Linked DNA regions of Ovis aries: region 1 is linked to region 2. The links are chromatin contacts, called in public Hi-C maps. All regions are on one chromosome and are shown on one strand. The core of a region is the stretch at or near the end of the contact, and the rest is flanking DNA. Distances in the headings are between cores, read along the strand shown.

Region 1 (6,974 bases), core at 3,219-5,718, 150 kb after region 2:
TTATGGTGCATTTTAGATTTATAATGCAAAATATGAGTCTTTTTTCTATGAATATTAAATTATGGAATCTAAGAATTTTTAAAAATTCCATTCTTTGTTATTTTTACAGCAATGATATATTCTGTCCGTTCCATAATCCAACCCTAAATCACTGACATTTAATGGCACAACCTCTAAGGGATCACCAAAGTTCAGGGAAACCAAATACACGTTAAAAGAGTCCTCAGTAAAATGTAATCTAAGGAGAAAAAATTTTCAAAGGGTCAGAATGTATTAGTAGGCTGTGAAATCAATCTCATGATTTACAACCAGCATTTTTTTTAATAAACTGGATTAAAATGTATCAGAGCGCCCTTAAGGTAGCATTGTTTTCAGAGTTTTTGTTTCAGATGTTTGTCTGTAGGTGCACATGTGGGCACATGGGTGTGAAGCAAAGAGAGTGAGAGATTTTTCTATTTTAAAAAATAGAAAAAAATTTTATATTTTCTATTTCTTGCAATAAGAAGTTTGCAAGTCTCATCATCTGATTTCCTCTGAAGTATTTCAGAAGAAGTATTACATTATCGTAATCATTCTTTCCCCACAGCTCTGTAGACACACCTGCCAGGCCAGTCCTTTTAGAGATCTGGGTCTGTGGTTTCCAATGAGCTCTTCATATCAGGGTTCCTGCCTCACATTTTATATTAAGAGGAGGGATTGTATCTGTTTCGTTGAGGGTTTTTGTTTGTTTGTTTGTTTGCTTGTTTTGTTTTTACAGTGAAGTGTCAAGGAGATGGGGATGGGCATAGGGGGTAAGATTTCAACTAACGAAACCAGAAATAAAACTCAGTTTAGGACACTCGCCACAAGAGAACCTGATTTTGGCCAAGCAGATATCATGTGTGAGATCTGTATTATTTACTTCATGCTTGAGGGTCTGCTATCAAGCTGTAGAGACTGAGAAGTTGTTTTAGTCACAAACAATCCACATGCCTGTAGATCATGATTTATTAGATTGTGTTTGCCCAAATAAGGTGGAACCCTGAAGTTTTTTCAACAATTCTAAAAGCATCTTTCAAGTCTGCAGTGAGACTTCTAAGATATGTGTTACTTCCTTCATGTACATAAATAATTTTCAACTAGAATAAAGGTGTGAGTAATTTATTTTTTCCACCAACTGGAAGCCAACCATTTGGAAGACCACTCAGGAAACATGAGATAAGTCTTTCCTTTAAAGTTACGTTTATATTTACAAGGAAAAGAGGAGGTTTTGTTCTTCTCTTTAAATTTTGGTGACAATTGAGAGCTTTATTGAATAGCTTTGGCATGCAGAGTGATTTTTCATTAAAAATTGAAAAGGCATCTGAAATCTGTATCTCTATGGATTATTCGACAGTAGAACCTGGGCAATTCCGTGCAAGAGATTTTTGAGGTATTCAATTTTTGGAAGTGAAACAAACACAAATGCTCCTCCTCCAAGGGGCGGGGGCGGTGCCTGAGCGATGAACCAATCACAGCGCGTCCTGCCCTATATAAAGCCCTGAGGGCCTCCTCCCCGCCCCCAACCCGCGACACTTTAGCGTAGTTCCTGAATAATATGTTCTGTTTTTCTTTGCTGTTATGTCTGAGACGGCGCCTGCCGCTCCAGCCGACCAGGTTCTGGCTTCTATGGACAAACCTCAAGCGAGAAAGCGGGTAAAGAAGCCAGTTGGCTTGACGGGTGTGAATCGGAAAACAGCAAGCGCATCAGTGTCCAAGTTGATTACTGAGGCACTTTCGGTCTCCCAGGAGAGAGCTGGCATGTCTTTGGCTGCGCTGAAAAAAGCGCTATCAGCTGCAGGTTACGACGTGGAGAGAAACAATAGTCGCATCAAGCTGGGTCTCAAAGGCTTGGTGAGCAAGGGAATCCTGGTACAGACTAGGGGTACCGGTGCGTCCGGCTCTTTCAAGCTCAGCAAGAAGGCTGCTCCTGAACTTAGTAAGGGAAAAGTCAAAAAACCTTCTGCGAAGAGTAGGAAGCTGGTCTCATCCAGAGATTCAAAGTCTCCGAAGACTGGTAAAGCCAACAAAAGAGCTAAGAAGCCGAGGACCACGGCGGCTCAGATAGCTGCTAGGAATGGGGGGAAAACCAAAAGAACCAAATGCAAACAACGGAAGAGCCCAGCGCAGGCCAGGGCAGGAAACCCCAAAACTGGGAAGGCTAAGCTGACCCAGCAGGAAACTAATACTAGGAATGCAACAACCAAGAAGTAATACTTCTTCACCAGTTTTCATAGAACCCAAAGGCTCTTTTCAGAGCCACCCAAGTGATTTTAGGAGGGTGTAACATCGTTTCCAGAAGTCTCTGGAAGACTACTGGTTCTAAGTATTTGATAAATGAACGTGTGATGTGGTGAAATTTATCTCGTTGGACATAGAGTACAGATACTTTAGCGTGGGTAGTGTCCAATTCCAGGGAATTGTCCATCCTAACAAAATCAGGGCACATTCCTTAAGTTCTTAAATGCTCTTAGAATACTGGAAGGGGCAGCCATTCTCTTCTCTAGGAGCATCTTCCCGATCCAGGGATCAAACCCAGGTATCTTGCATTAGCAGGCATATTCTTTACCATCTGCACCACTAGAGAATCCCTCTTCGAGAGCTACTGCATTTAAAGTTTAGGCCGTTTCTGAGTGGAGATCTGTCCCATGCCTCAACTATGTTTTACCATGTTTTGTTTCGTTTCTTCACCTAATTCTACTCCAGTATGTACTTTTATGTATCATTCTGTACAAAGGTTCTGAACTCCGTATCCATGGACTTAACAGGGGTTAATGTAGGGAAACCAAGGTCTCAATTTGGGTTAGTGGGAAGTTTTTTTTTTTACTTATTTAAACATCTTTCCACTGTGATTTTTTGTAAATCAAACGTTTTCGTTTTACAATTTGCAAGAATATTGAAAATTTTGTCTTCGTTACTATGAAAGCAGATTATTTTCTATATGTTAAGCACATGTATTAAAATTTGATTTTGTAATACAGTCAATATAATTGTGGTTGTCAGTGAAGAGAGTGAGTCTTGTTCATATTGCCCTACACAGGCTGAAAAATGTTAAACGATGTATAGAGATGTTGGAGGCTCAATGTAACCTTTATGCTTGTATTAGGAAAAGCATCTTTTTCACTTTGAACAATTTAGTTTGTTTTTACTTAATTTGTAATTTAGCCTTATTTAAAGTTCCTCGTAAATAACACATTTATACTGTTCATCTTGTTTTGGGCCTTGGTATTTGGGGCGACTTCGAACAAAGTCAATTTAAAACTATGTAATTTTAGCAGTTTCGCACACAGCCATGTTCTACAGATGATTCACTAGGACATATACTGTCTGAATTCATTTGTATAATCGGACCTCTGAAGAAAAATTATTTCCTGTATGGAAAGTAACTAAACACAATAGTTTCAATTTGTATTCAATCAGCCACAGCTCAGAACTTTGGGTAAAGTGGCCACTGTTTTACGGAGTTGGGATAGTGAAGGAAAATTCTTCACTTGCCAAAAAAGGCAGTTGAGCCCATTTTCTGTACCCGAGACAAAGGAGGCTGGCTTCATCCCACCCAGCAGTGGGCCGACTGCCAAGCACCACACAAACCTGTGCGGAACCGGTTAGACCACTCTGTGCCTTTGTTCCAGCGCCCTTCAGAGCCGGGCATAAATCGGATTGTTCCAGATACCCTTATGAAGCTCTATGCCTTAGCTAACAGGAAACCAGCTTTGTAACGTAGCGGATTTTTTTTCCACCACAGTGATAATCGGCCAATGAAAGCTTGTCCGCAAAGAGCCCTCATTTACATAGCTATGTGTTGTGTGGGCGATAATGCTAAACTTTGCGCCATTAAAACCGTTAGCCAACCAGTTTGAAAGCTGAATATCGAAATGCACAAAACTTAAGGGCAAGTATTTTTATTGCTGTTTGTTTTACCGCGCCTAAAATCCTATTTCCATTATGAATAAGTCATACTTCCCAACCCCTAGAAGTATATGAAACTGCGTTAAGCCAACTCCCTTTCACACTTAAAATACTTCCTTACATCTCAGTATCGTCCAACAGCTCTTTAGCGAACATTTGGGCGGCCCTGAAAAGGGCCTTTTAGTTTTTGTAAACGTTCCAAGTAGATGCTTTGCTCAACCACCAAAACCGTAAAGGGTACGGCCCTGACGTTTGAGCGCGTAGACCACGTCCATGGCGGTAACAGTCTTGCGCTTGGCGTGCTCTGTGTAGGTGACCGCGTCCCGGATCACGTTTTCCAGAAACACTTTCAGCACCCCACGAGTCTCTTCATAGATAAGACCGGAGATACGTTTGACGCCTCCACGACGAGCCAGACGTCGGATAGCTGGCTTAGTAATACCCTGGATATTGTCCCGCAAGACTTTCCGATGGCGCTTAGCGCCCCCCTTACCAAGACCTTTACCACCCTTCCCACGGCCAGACATGACTGCTGTCGAAATAACTGCAGCTTTGACACTGCCCTTTAAATAGCATTCTAGCGGACCTGATTGAAAACAGCATACTCAGGCGGCTTTTCCAAATTAGGTCATCAGGGGGTGGGGCAAGGAGGGGGTTATTAACATTTCAGTGTTTTCATTGGTCAGGAAACCTCGGTCTTCAGTGAGCTCCTGGCAGGGGAGGTGGCCTTCAATCGAATGAAAGCTTTAGTTTCTCTTTTGTCTTGCACTTTTTTCCTGTGCCTATTTGCAGGTTGAGTGTTTTCTTAGCAGCTCAAGGACATGGAGCAAAGAGCTCCACTTCAAATTTCTTTTTCATAACGTTTTGTTGCTGTTGTTCATTCACTCAGTCGTATCCGACTCTGCGACCTTCACCATCTCCCTGAACTTGCTGGAATTCATGTCCATTGAATATGTGATCCCATCCAACCATCTCGTCCTTCCCTTCTGCCTTCAATCATAGCTCGGTAACTAACAAATTAGGGCTTCCCAGGTGGCTCGGTGGTAAAGAATCCATCTGCCAATGCAGGAGACGCGGGTTCTATCCCTGAATGGAGAAGATCCCCTGGAGGAGCAAATGGCAACGCACTCCAGCATTCTTGCCTGGGAAATCCCATGGACATAGGAACCTTGCAGGCTACAGTCCATGAGGTCGCAGAGTCGGACACGACTGAGTATGAGCAAGCAAAACTAATAAATTAGATAATGGTCCCTTGGGGAACGTGAAAGTAATATGTAAAGGAACATAGTATTATAGCTGACGGGACTTTCCCTTTCAATTCTTTTAATGTTTCAATTTTAAAGGCCGCATTTTAATAAGACAAACTCTAAGCCTGGCGATGAAGAGGCGCTGGTACTAAAACGCCTGTGTATGAAAAGACTAAAAAAATAGAAAAACAATTGCAAATTTCTCCATTCAAACATGTACTGCGTGACTCTTTCGGCAAATACATGTGAGAGAAGGAACTTGAAGGTAAGCTTCAGTAATAGTTGCCCCTGGACCCTCTTCCTGGCCTTCTGCACCTGTCTAATTGGGCTTCAATTCTTAAAAGTTCCTTTCTCTTTTCCATTAATCCTTTCTCAATCTTCTTCAGTTTTAGAGACAAGAACACATGTTCTGTAGCTGCTGCTACTGCTAAGTCGCTTCAGTCGTGTCCGACTCTGTGCGACCCCATTGACGGCAGCCTACCAGGCTCCGCCGTCCTTGGAATTCTCCAGGCAAGAACACTGGAGTGGGTTGCCATTTCCCTCTCCAATGCATGAAAGTGAAAAGTGAAGTGAAGTCGCTCAGTCATGTCCGACTCTTAGCGACCCCCTGGACTGCAGCCTTCCAGGCTCCTCCGTCCATGGGATTTTCCAGGCAAGAGTACTGGAGTGGGGTGCCTTCTCCCGATGTTTTGTAGAGTTGGGGATTAATAGGAGGATGGGGCTAATACTTGATTAAGGTCATTTCTAAGCCTACAGGGCCCTCACCTGGGAGGCTTTTGATTAGATTACAGAGGGTTATGGACAGGCCAGTCCCTGGGGTTTTTTGTTTGTTTTTAAGCAAAATAGAACAGAATTGGATCTGAGTATGGTTTGAGAAGGACTTCTCAATCAAAAAGTTTCTCTTTAGTTTCCAGTTGCAGGTTTTGAAAATTTTCACAGTAAGAGTCACTCTATTTAAATTGAAAAAGACTTCTCTCCCCCACCCCCACCCCAATCCTGGTTAATTGATAAATGTCTATTGGTGAGACTTAGAATGAGAATATGGCCTTACACTGTAACATCAGACTTAGGCAAAAAGGGAGAAGAGACTCAGCAATGGAGAGGAAAGACTCAGGAGAGGGCAGGAAAGCTCTGCATGGTACAGGGTTTATATCACTTCTAAAATAATTAGATGAGGTTGCATTTTTCTGCCCCAAATTGAGAGTTTTTGGACTCCTGCCTTTCAACACCTTCTCCCACTATGAACCTGCACCTTATAAAGGCGACTTAGCTAGGAAGAAATGTCAAACATTACAGAGGAAAAGTATGAGGTCAGAGTTCATATGTAAACATGAAATCTGCACATGCTTTTTAATTCATGAAGGTACAATATAGTTACTTTTTTCTTATTTTCTTTTCCCAATTTCTTCTTTTCTAAGCTTTTCTCAATGAACATTGACTCAAAAAGCCATGACTGTCAGAACAGAAATATTTATGTTGTAGCCACGCATTCCAGAAAACAAACTCACTCAGAAGGACAATGCAGATAGTGAAGTGCAGTTTGTTACACCAGCGGGCCCAAGGCAGAGTCTCCCCTTAGCCAAGGACCCTGACCAGCATTTGTGAAAATCTTTTATACCCCATGTGTATGTGTCTGAACCCACCACTCCAAATTCCTTGAGACTTACATAAACCAAGGAAAATATAGTCCCGATAACCCCATCATTCACGTGCTATGTGCTCATGTGCTCAAACAGTCAAACAATTAGCCAATAATCAATAAATCTGAGGTTACACTTCGATAGATACAGAAAAATTTAT
Region 2 (6,148 bases), core at 32-2,531:
ATTTACTCCAAAGATTAAAACTCTAGTAGTTGCAAAGAATCTGCGCAGGGATGGCCCAGGAGATTTTTAGTTTGTCACTTTAACTACAAGGTCTCAATTTCTTACAAACAGTGCTTTCTGGATTATGAATAGAAGGAAGCATAACAAGATCTGGGCTTCCACTCCATCTCTCTTAATTCAGCACTTTCACAGCATCACAAGACAATGAACGCTGTCATGAAAACTGGAGACAATAACAACACGGTTACTTTAGCAGAAGAAATCACGGAAACGGTTTTCATACTTATTTTCAGGGTATTTTCTAGCAGTTCAGAAAAAGCTGATACTAGCAGAGGATGGTTTCGATCCATCGACCTCTGGGTTATGGGCCCAGCACGCTTCCGCTGCGCCACTCTGCTTTACAACTTATGCGCCTTACTAATAATACCCTTAACTGTACTAGGAAGCACGCCTCTAACTTTAGAAAACTGTAAGGGCGGGGGCGGGGAGGGGTATTTATTTCTATACTTTGGCTACACGATGGGAAGAGTTTGGATTAATGTCGCTATCAGAATCAGAGAAAACAAGTAGAAAAGTAAACATTAATACGGAGTTAAGTTACTGAGCGCAGGAGGAACGGTTAGATAATTAAATCAGAATCACAAGTTTTAATAATCAGAGAAGAAAATGAAAATAAAACGTGAAAGGAACTTTGGTTCGCGCGGCTGCCGAGATTTCTACCGGAGAATCGCTAACCAACCATAGGTATTCGCCTTTGGGGAAAAAATCTTTTGGTTAGATTTCCCTTGGCTTGGTGAAAGAAAAGGCGAGGTCTTGAAGCTTTTAAATTCCTCTGGAAGGGTGTTTCGATTTGAAGGGGTTTTGTTACCGGGACGGAGCAGCAGTGCTGAAGGCCCCATAAACGTGGAGGTAAAGCCGGGCCCTCATTTCCAACGAAGGTTACAGCTGTTCCGGTCATGTGGGCCAAGGCTCCAGTGCAACCGTCCCAAAGCATCCTAAGCAGCAAAAGAAAATAAGTAAAAAATGTTAATTTCTTTAGTCTGACCCAGTTTCAAATTGCGTTCGAAAATTCCTGCTTAGGGATGGAAGACTCACCGGAGAATCCTCAGCGAAGGGCCCGCTCGGTGGGCGGGGACTAAGCTGTCGTGACGTCACCCAGAACTGGGTCACGAGGGGAGGGGCGGGCTGGCAGGCTAAATGAATGTGCCCGCGAAAGCGCTTTCGGTTCTCACTTCGGTCCGGAATCCGCTCATATAAGGGAATTGCCGCGGCTTTGTCGGTGCTGTTTTGGAAGTTCCCTTGGCAGCTCTATCATGTCTGGACGCGGCAAGGGCGGGAAGGGCCTTGGAAAAGGTGGCGCTAAACGTCACCGCAAGGTTCTTCGCGATAACATCCAGGGCATCACCAAGCCCGCCATCCGTCGTCTGGCCCGGCGTGGAGGAGTTAAGCGTATATCTGGTCTCATCTATGAGGAGACCCGCGGGGTGTTGAAGGTGTTCCTGGAAAATGTGATCCGCGACGCCGTCACCTACACCGAGCATGCCAAGCGCAAAACTGTCACAGCCATGGATGTAGTCTACGCGCTGAAACGCCAGGGCCGCACCCTCTACGGCTTTGGCGGTTAAGCTGCCAGTTTTCGGCGTTCTTAATATTTCCACCAAAGGCCCTTTTCAGGGCCGCCCACATGTTTCGATGAAAGAGCTGGCTAGCACTTGCTGTTGCTCAAGGGATATCTCACATGCTCAGTTTCCGCTAAACAAAGCCCACCTCTCGGAATCTACCAGTGGAGAATAGCATGGCAATCCACCCCAGTATTTTTGCCAAGATAATACCATGGGTAGGATTGCAGAGTCAGACATGATTGAAAGCACGGAAGTTTTAGAGTGATGCAAGTTCACTGTGGCTTTAAAAATAACTTCGGCGCATTTAAGTTTTATGAGACTTTACCCCAGGAAGATTTCTTTAATTCTGGGATATTTCGAATTTGGAATCGAGTATCCGCGGTACTTGCGTATTAGAAGTCGGCTTACACTCACCGCGATGTAGCGACGCCTGGTTCTCCCCCGGCGGTGCCCTGTGCTCAAGATGGCGGCGAGGCAGAGGAACAAAGAAAGCCCGCGCCCGCGGCGGGAAGCGCGACTCGGAACAAAGGCGAATTCACGAGTAGGGCGGGTCTTCCCCTCAGCGGGGGCGCGCTCCTGGGCTCGGCTGGTGTGTGGCGCTGCTGCTGGGCTCTGCTGACTAAAACTTGTACCCATGCATTGGGGGAACAATTACAATGGACCCGCCGGGAGAGCTACCATGTATTAGGTATAGAGGACACTATAGTCTGAATTCCTGTTTGAAAAATTTTAAAAAGTCGACAGGAAGTATGTTTTTAAATGAGCAACATGAATGGCACTTAGGTTTAAGATTAAGTGAACATTTAAAAAAGTACTATACAGACATCAGGATTATTTACCTCAAAGGAAGTATGCATTGTTTTTGTTTGCTTTAAAAAGTTACCGGTATACTCACTGCCTAAATACCTAATAGTCGGTGCACATGAACAAATCCCTGTTATACCTTAAATGTCTTAGAGATCTGGTTCATTCAGAGGGAGATCCAATCTTCCCTTTTGTTCTGTCTCAGGTCTCTTAATGCATTGATACAAGTTTTCTCCTGAATCTCACTTAGTTTTTTGACATTGATTTGATGTAGACCTGGCCTATAAAATGTCCTGGTTTGGCTTGTTTCCTGAATGGGGTTATCTTCCTTGGTTTCTGGACCCTGTATGACCTACAGAGTAGAAGTGATTTTTCCCTAGATTTGACTGAAATAACATTAATTTTCTTGTCAAGGAACAGGTTATAGATCATTGTATGTAAATACTATTGTACATCAGGGTCACTTGTTAAGGGGATTTTGTAGGTTCTAGGTCAGTCATTGGTTTAGGATAATTATTAATAGTTTCTTCGTAAAATCTGATTTCTCCTCCTTATGGCCGGCAAGTAGTTTGTAGGGTGATACTTTGAAAGCCAGAAATCAGTGGAGTCATTTGCAATGCGATCTCTTTTAAAGATATGGGCTCTGGTGTTTAAATATGGAAAGAATCAGATGTTATTGGAGCTAAGGCACTGATTTGAGGAGATAAATTCATACGATGATGTTAATTTAACAAACAAAATTGAGCGCATGGCATGTACCAGGCACTGTTCGATACTATGGAATTATAGCAGTGAACAACGGTGAACAAAACAGTATTTCTAAGTGCATGGAGCTTATATTTTGTTGGAAGGGGCACAGACAAAACAGGTAAAACAGTTTGTTAGATGGTGCTATGAACAAAACTGAAGCTGGGAAAAACTGTATAGTGTAGAGGAAGGAGATGGTACTTTAAATGACATAGGAAGATTTTGGGAAAAAATCTGACTCTAATTCAGAAGATGTGGGTTTGATCCCTGGGTCAGGAAGATACCCTGGAGAAGGAAATGGCAACCCACTCCAGTATGCTAGTCTGGGAAATCCTGTGGACAGAGGATCGTGGTGGGATACAGTTCATGGGGTCACAAGAGTCAGACATGATGTAGTGATTAAACCAGCATCACCAGAAGGCTTTACTTGTAAGTGATGCTTGGGGAAAAAAGATTGAGAAAGTAAAGCTCCAAATGGAAGGAGGACTAAGTAGCAAAGACTGGAGGTAGCAAGGAAGTTATCTGGTGGGCAGAGGGAGGCCAAGGGAGTGTGGAGAAAAAAGAGACCAAGTTTGAGAGGCAAATGGAGGTGAGTAGTTTGCTTATGGCCTGGGAACCCAACACATCTGACTATTTAAAAGATACTTCTAATCCTAGTGAGGCACGAGAAAATTCCCTGGAAAATGACACATATGTTGCTTGAACTAGCCATCAAAGGCAGGGAAGACTTAAGAGTCACAGGCACTAAGATGTCCTCAAAACAGTTCAGTGAAGAGAATTGTTTTTTCAACAGGGGCAGGCCTGTTAGAAGCGGTTTGTATTGTTCCCAATGCCAGACAAGGAATTCTAATTGGTGTTAAATGCTAGTAGTCTTTACAGCTCACTGCCTTGTTTAAGGCCTCAGAATTCTGAGATTCTAAAGTGGGCAGACCTGAGGGCAACTTCCCGGAACTTCAACTAGCTGCTTTAGCAACAGCTAATATTTTAGGGGACTCTGTGCCAGCACCACCCTAAGGGCTCTTTTGTTGATCACCCCAGCCATGTCACATAGTAGTTGTTAATTATTATTCCCATTTTAGAGGTAAGGAAATGCTCACAAAGGGTTTAAGTACCATGTTCAAATTTAGCGGTCAAAGAGGCTAAATGCAATGGGGGATTTCTCCTTTAACCATGCTTATCTATTTCTTAAATGTACGTATTTGTTTTCCAGAATACACTGTTTTAAACTGTATTTACAATTAACCTTGGAAAGTGAGAAATGCTTTAATTATATGTAGGCTTTAGGGAATTTCCTTCACAAGCACTATTATAAAATGTAGTAACATTTAATGTTCACAAAAGTCTGTGTAGATATAGGGAGAAAAAATTTTCCCTTCTTTCTTTCCATATTCTTTGTTTGGTCTAATTGATACAAGATACATTAACAGGGAAAGACAAACCGAAACACCTAATTTGTATTACCTCCTCTCTACACTGGAGATCCCCAGTAAACCTGAGAAGACTACAAAATGCCTTGAGCCACTACCTTAAAATACCATCTTCAGATTAAAAAAAAAAAAACATCTTGGGAGTAGGTAGTCACTTGTTTTCAGAGGTAACCAGGATGTTGTTATGCAGATTTAAGTAGTGTCCTTTTCCATAAAAAGCAGATTCTACTTGGACATTTTCTTCCCGGTAAAGCAAGGAAACCACGTTTACAATTGGATTATTTACTTATAAATGTAAACGTCTTTAGGAAACACCCACTTTTCTAAGTATTAAGATTTTCCTGCTTCTTAAAAATGGTCAGCTTAGAATAACTGGCATCCTATCTTTTAAGAGACGTTTGCAAAAAGACACGTAGCTAATATGCAGCAAATTAAACTTTTGCTGTCAGGCTTACGCTTTTCAATATTAGCTTCTTTGGCATTAGTGGTTGGGGCAAAGACATTTTTCCTCACACAATGGTCAGAAACCTTAACCCTGATGGGTGTATATAATCTTTCTCACTGCTTGACCGAGCCACTTTAATACAGTCTGGAAAGTTACAGATCCTTTGAGATAAAGTGGGTGGCTCTTAAAAGAGCCTTGAGTTATTTGCGTTGTTTCAAATGACGAAATTTACTTGGAGCTGGTGTACTTGGTGACAGCCTTGGTACCCTCAGACACCGCGTGCTTGGCCAGCTCCCCGGGTAGCAGCAGGCGTACCGCTGTCTGGATCTCCCTGGATGTGATAGTCGAGCGCTTGTTGTAATGCGCCAGGCGCGACGCCTCGCCAGCGATGCGCTCGAAGATGTCGTTGACAAAAGAGTTCATGATGCCCATGGCCTTGGACGAGATGCCGGTGTCCGGGTGGACCTGCTTCAGGACCTTGTACACGTACACGGAGTAGCTCTCCTTGCGGCTACGCTTGCGCTTCTTGCCGTCCTTCTTCTGCGCCTTGGTCACCGCCTTCTTCGAGCCCTTTTTAGGGGCAGGAGCGGACTTGGCTGGCTCAGGCATCACAAAACACAGACAGGACCAGGAGGCGAACACAAAATACGCCCACAGACCAAAGATCTTAGTATTTGTTTGGCCTCTATGCAAATGTGGGATGGCAGAATTACAATTTATGATTGGTCTTTTCATCACATCCTAACCTCTGATAGGCTCTTTATTTCAAACTCTTATTGGCTCTTCCCTTAGCTCACCGTTACATAATTTGACCTTTTCACTACAAATTCCCTATGCAAATTAGCAAGTGTTGTTTCAGCTCTGGCTTTTGATTGGCTTGAATTTGTGTTTGGCCAATCGCATAGGCTGTTTTACCAAACCGCCGGAGAGTATAATTACCTAGCTTCTTGTGCCTTCAGGATCCATTTCTCTGGGTGTTACCCTATTTCTGGTGTCTCGTTATGTCTGGTCGTGGAAAACAGGGCGGCAAAGCACGCGCTAAGGCAAAGACCCGCTCCTCGCGGGCCGGACTCCAGTTCCCCGTGGGCCGAGTGCACCGGCTG

Evidence for each region. Hi-C and Micro-C count contacts between places; a contact is called where the count stands out from the background.
Region 1: a Hi-C map of hypothalamus shows a contact between it and region 2, with 4 times the contacts expected there. The contact joins the promoter of LOC101105290 here to the promoter of LOC101108868 in region 2. A contact is called at or near these places in 3 of 16 Hi-C or Micro-C datasets (hypothalamus, liver and skin fibroblasts).

Annotation. Positions count from the first base shown.
Region 1 is chr20:30,831,079-30,838,052 of ARS-UI_Ramb_v3.0, forward strand. LOC101105290 (histone H4) reads right to left here and starts at 4,469. Exons shown (of 1, transcript XM_004019327.6): 1 at 3,904-4,469. The coding sequence starts at 4,454. The coding sequence ends at 4,143. It overlaps H1-6 (H1.6 linker histone, cluster member), which reads left to right. Exons shown (of 2, transcript XM_012101125.5): 2 at 1-3,224. The coding sequence starts at 1,600. The coding sequence ends at 2,232.
Region 2 is chr20:30,688,036-30,694,183 of ARS-UI_Ramb_v3.0, forward strand. LOC101108868 reads left to right here and starts at 1,282. Exons shown (of 5, transcript XM_015102565.4): 1 at 1,282-1,596. The coding sequence starts at 1,314. TRNAM-CAU (transfer RNA methionine (anticodon CAU)) reads right to left here and starts at 398; the gene lies at 327-398. LOC101108086 (histone H2B type 1-C/E/F/G/I) reads right to left here and starts at 5,694. Exons shown (of 1, transcript XM_004019065.6): 1 at 4,480-5,694. The coding sequence starts at 5,654. The coding sequence ends at 5,274.